Linked DNA regions of Oryctolagus cuniculus: region 2 is linked to region 1. A link is a contact called in public Hi-C data. All regions are on one chromosome and are shown on one strand. The core of a region is the stretch at or near the end of the contact, and the rest is flanking DNA. Distances in the headings are between cores, read along the strand shown. Region 1 has its middle 9.2 kb from the start of RFESD. Region 2 has its middle 110 kb from the start of PCSK1.

What was found. Hi-C and Micro-C count contacts between places; a contact is called where the count stands out from the background.
Region 2: a contact with region 1 is called in a Hi-C map of an unstated tissue, with 4 times the contacts expected there. The contact joins two enhancer-like sites. A contact is called at or near these places in 2 of 6 Hi-C or Micro-C datasets (ear pinna and an unstated tissue).

What each region holds. Positions count from the first base shown.
Region 1 is chr14:18,232,034-18,234,733 of mOryCun1.1, reverse strand. No RefSeq gene overlaps it. Among named protein-coding and RNA genes, the nearest start is that of RFESD, 9.2 kb to the left of the region's middle. Within about 2 kb of position 1,438, at least 2 of the 8 cell types and tissues checked have an H3K27ac peak or open chromatin away from gene starts, as enhancers often do.
Region 2 is chr14:18,949,755-18,952,565 of mOryCun1.1, reverse strand. No RefSeq gene overlaps it. Among named protein-coding and RNA genes, the nearest start is that of PCSK1, 110 kb to the left of the region's middle. Within about 2 kb of position 1,460, at least 1 of the 8 cell types and tissues checked has an H3K27ac peak or open chromatin away from gene starts, as enhancers often do.

The DNA of each region.
Region 1 (2,700 bases), core at 189-2,688:
TATCAACCTAGCTCCTTGCTAATGCCCAGGGAAGGCAGCAGAAGATGGCCCAAATGGTTGGGCCCCTGCCACCTATGTGAGAGACCCAGTTGGAGTCCCTGGCTCCTGGTTTTGGCCCGGTCCAGCCCTGGTTGTAGTGATCATTTGGGGAGTGAATCAGTGGATGGACGATCTCTCACTCTGTCTCTGTTTCTTTCCCTCTATCTGTTACTCTGCTAAATAAATAAATAAATAAATAAATAAATCTTTTTCAGAAATACAAAGGAAGCTGGAATTTGAATGAAGCTGGGACTGAAAACTAGGCATGCCAGATGGAACACTGGTGTCCCAAGGCTGTGTCTTAACTTATGTACCAAGTTCCCTTATGTCTGTCCTTTTTTAATTTTAACATTTACTTATTTATTTGAAAGGCAGAGTTACAGCTTCATTCAGTTTTTCCACATGGGTGACAGGGGCCCAAGCACTTGGACCATCTTTTACTGCTTTTCCAGATGCATAAGCATGGAGTTGGATTGGAAGTGGAGCAGCTGGACTCAAACTGTGCCCACATGGGATGCAGGCATTGTAGGCAGTGGCTTGACCTGCTGTTACATGACACTGGCTCCTCCTTATGTCTTTCTTGGTAGGATTCACATAAAATAGAATGCATTAGAATTCCCATGCCTCATGTACACAAACCTGTCCCAGGACTACAAGGAATGACTTTGTTAATTTTCTATGCTATAGGAAAGATTGAATTAGCTTTTCTTTTTATTTAAAATGTAAAGTACATGTTCTGCATAGCATTATTGAGTATCTGTCTGGAAATCATCCATGACAGGTGGGGTGGACAGCACTACCTGAGCTGCTCCAAATTTTATTCTGAGTTCTAGGCCAGAGAGGGGCAAAGTTCAGATTCACATCATGCGTCCACACTTGCAAAGACATGCTGCACCCTTCCAAGGAGCCGAGATAGCATAGGGAACCTGGCCACCACGGTGGATTGCTTAGCCAAAGCCGCTGAGGCACAGGGCTGGAAAGACGTGCTCCCCAGAAAGCTCTGTGTCGGGAGATCGGGACCCTGCTCAGTTGTCTGCAGAGCTCGGAATGCAAGTGACATTGAAGCACTTTTCACTGAAAGACCCCTGGAGTCTTTGGCCTCCACTTTTGTACATTTCTGAACATTCAGGAAAGAAGAATGTTGAAATCACCACTCCTGAGATATATACATGGATGGCACTCCCCTTACCTCCTCTGATTTGTTAAATGTGGTGTCCGAACTGACCTCAGAGGCAGATTCCTCCCAAGTGAGTTTGCCTCTGCAGGTTGTAGATTTGGCCTCTACAGTGTCAGCTCCCCTGAGGATGTTGATGCCAAGTTTCTCTGCTCCCAGATCCTAAGCCTGTGCCCGAGTCTTGGGCAATTCTAGGTACTGGGTGCTGCGGAGACATCGTCACTTGGCAGTTGCTATGGCAACAGGGATTCAGTTGTTTCCTGACTTAGGAAGATACATGGGAAGTAAGTGATGCCATAACGTTCAGATTCTTGGTTAGACTTGGGACTGCTTAAGAGTGAGGCTCGGGGGCTGACCCTGTGGTGTAGCGAGTAAAGCCTGCAACACCGGCATCCCATATGGGTGCTGGTTCGAAACCAGGCTGCTCCAATCCAGCTTCCCTTTCTCTAACTCTGTTTTCCAAGTAAATAAAATAAATCTTTTTTTAGAAAAAGACACCACACACACACACACACACACAAAAGAATGAGGCTCATAAGAAAATAGGAACTGAGCAAACTGAACCTTGGAAGTCCTAAAGGAAGGACCTATGCCACAGAGAGACGGAAGCAGCTGTGGCTCCTGGGGGCCGTCAGCCCAGGCTTCAGACCCCCTTCTAGCAGAGACCGTATGATGAGCAAGGGGGAAGAGCTCCAGTGTTTTTCAAACAAGGGCAGCAAGTTTAACCTTGCAAAGTAAGTTCATCTCTGAGCCTCAATTTCATCCTAGGCATGGATTTTAAACCCTGATATGGAGAGCTTCGTTTGCTTTGTGTGTTTTACTGGTGGTGGTTTTCTTTCCCTCTGTCCCTCCCTCCCTCCCTTCCTTCCTTCCTTCCTTCCTTCCTTCCTTCCTTCCTTCCGTCTCTCTCTCTCTCTCTTTCTTTTTTAAAAATATGTATTTATTTAAAAGGCAGAGTTTGAAGGAGAGAGAGAGAAAAAGAGAGAGAGAGAGAGAGAGAGAGAGATCCTCCATCCACTGGTTCACTCCCCAAATGACTACAATGGCTGGAGCTGGGCGATACTGAAGCCAGGAGCCAGAAGCTTCTTCCAGGTCTTCCAGGTCTCCCACATGGGGGCAGGGGCCCAAGCACTTGGACCATATTCCACTGCTTCCACAGGCATATTAGCAGGGAGCTGGATTGGAAGTAGAGCAGCTGGGACTCGAACTGGTGCCCATATAGGATGTGGCTTTACCTGCTACACCACAGTGCTGGCCCCATGTAGTGGTTGTTTTCAATCGGGCCTCTCCGATGCCAGCTGGGAAGAGTCCAGGAGTGCAAGTCTGAGTGAAACCTCTGGAACTGGAGCCCCTCTGGCATCCTGCCAAGGCTGGTGCTTCCGGCATGCGTGGGCTGTTTTGAGGGTGGGCTCTGTTACTAGGGTCCAGGTCTGCACATCCCTTGTGGACAGCCCTTTAAGCCTGGAGCACTGGGGCTGACTTCACTC
Region 2 (2,811 bases), core at 211-2,710, 720 kb before region 1:
GGGTGACCAAGACTTGAACCAGCATCCATATGGGATGCCAGCATTGCAGGTGGTGGCTTAACCTGCTGTGTCATGGCACCAGCCCCAATTTTTCTTTATCATTTCAAATACATCTATCTCAAGTATATTCACCAAGGCTCCCCTGGGCATAGATAGCAATGGTAGATTTTGGATATAAATGATGGGACTATTCAGTTAATTTCCAGCATCATTCATATATCTAGTCATGAACATCATCAGTCCAGTATACTGATTGATGGCTGTGGCGTAAGTTCATTTGAACATGGTCACAGCATATACCTCATAGAACTTGGAGCAAACCTTCCAGACTTATTGGTTTTGTTCACTGGCATGGAAGACGTGACAATTTCTTGTGAACCCAAGTAAGTGATGACAAAAGGAGAGAGGAATGTCAGCTGGGGCATGAAACCCATGGCTCTCAAGACAACCAAAGTGGCTTTGACTGGATTCCTCCCCATTGGCCACTTCTCCCCCTGGGAGCCCACGGTCACACCGTGAATGTCACCGGACGTCAGAGTCTATTAGGAGCCATCAAGCTGACTCAATCCTTCCTAACAAGCTACAGTTCCTGAGATTCAGAGCCAGGATCATTGAGTTACTCACTCATTAAAAATTAACAGAAATAAAAATTGAACAGAACAAAGATGAAAAACATGTTACCCCTGAAGGCAGGGGCTCAGGGGAGCGAGGGCTGCTGCTTTTAGCATCCAGCTCCTTCTACAAAAGGACCTGAGCTGATGGAACTATTTGCCAGAGGCTCCCTGAGATAAAGGTGGACTCCAGCAGAAAATGTTCCTGATCCTGGGAAGACAGCAGCACAAATTAGATAATACTGTGTCCGTGTTTAATTGTTGCCATTATGTGTTGCAAAATATAACCTTGAGGCAAACAGCAAAGACACAGCTTGGCTGCATTTGCTTCTTTCTCTTAAGACTGCATAAAAAAATCCTGCCCCGTCATCTTTTCCTGTTTCATAACTGACTGTCACCATCTTTCTGAGATGATGCCCAGTTTATGAATTCTATCTGTTTTTTTTTGTTGTTGTTCTGTTTGAAAGGCAAAGAGACAGAACGAGACACAGAGACAGAGAGATCTCCCATCCAATTTGGTTAATGCCCAAATGCTCCTAAGAGGTAGGTCTTGGCCAGGCTGAAGTCAGGAGCCTAGAACTCAGTCTGGGTCTCCCAAGTGGGTGTCAGGGACCCAGGTACTTGAGCCAGCATCCCTGCCTTCCAGGGTGCCCATTCACAGGAAGCTGGAACAGGAACCTGGCCTCAAACCCAGGTACTCCCGTATGGGATGCAGGTGTCCCAAAGTGGTGTCTACAGCCCTGTGCCAACTGCCTGTCCTGCTTTCTGGTTTAAAATGAGGATGACATTCCACAGAGCCTGCGGCACGTTGTCCCTTTCCACCCACTGCCCGTCTCCCTGCGTCCACCAGGAACCAGGGGGGGAGTGGGCTGCCAGAGGGTCACCCCCTGGGAGACGGCCACCCTCAATGCACTGTGTTCTCCGCAGTGGTGGGCCCAAAGGGTTTCATCTTCTGGGTTGCATCTTCAAGTCGAACAGAAGAGCTGCTGTTGTGCCCAGGAGCCCCCTCCCCCCAGCTCCCCTCCAAGGACAGGCCAGGGTTGGGTCTGCCTGCATTACGCAAGGGTAACCCAAGTGTTTGCCTGCAGGCTGTGACTTCAAGTTCTGTGTTAAAGTGCCCTTGACACTCACCCTTGGAGGCCCTTGCCCGGAAATGGCTGTGTCTGCTCAAGCAAATCTGGGTCTCTCTCTCCCCGCTGTGGGTTGGTTCTCCCCAGTTCCCTGTGGGATCTTAGCTTTAGCACTGAATTCCCCTACTCATCCATGTCTCGGTGAGATGGACAATGTTATGCCTCATAATTAGGGAATCATGGCACCCAGCTTCTTCCAGGAAGCTGACAACACTGCAGGAGGGCTGGCTGCTTCCCTTCACGAACCCCCAGGGAGGAATGTTTGGCCAGCCACAGTGCTCTCACATCTGGGTTCTATTTTGTAGATAACAAGGCACTAAGAGGTTTAAGTCATTTCTCTAGGGTCCTAGGTTACTGTGTTAGCAAAAGCCTCTGACTGCTGCTCCAGCCCAGGCCACTCCAAAGCACAGAGTTGAAGCACCTGGCAGTGGTAATCCAATAGGAGTCAATGCCTTTAACCAACACTATGGAAACTGGAGGCCTGGCTCTCACTATTTTAGCAAGTATCGGGAAAGAAAGATGTTTGATTACTTTCCTCTTCAAATAACAGTTTCTTTTTTTTTCAAAGTCAAGGGCAGGTGCTGTTCCTGTTACTGCAGTTTAGCAATGGCCACTGACACTCTGAACAACCCCCATTGCCCCAACACACAGGGCCCAACCAACCACTCCAAAAACAGAATCGCACCTGGATCAAGACAGAAACATGAGAAGTGGCCTTGCCAAGGTCCAAAGGTCTGAGCGGGAACACAGGGAGCCAAGTCCAAGCACAAACAAGCAGGCAGAAGGCCTGCTGGGCACAGGATGTTCTGCTGCACTCCCAACAGCCTGGCCTCCCTGCGGGCTGGAAAGAACAGCAAGACCAGCCACCAAATCCCACCCCACATAGGAAAGATTGAATCTCTTTAGGCTGCCTCTCAGAGCTGTTGTGCTGGGGGTAGTACTGACGCCATCCAGACACATTTCTCCTTATCTTGAATATACTTGTGGGGCCCTGGGAGCACACCCAGTGAAATTTGTAAGTTGCATTAATATAATAAATAAAGTTGGCAAGGGACGAAGGGGATAATAAA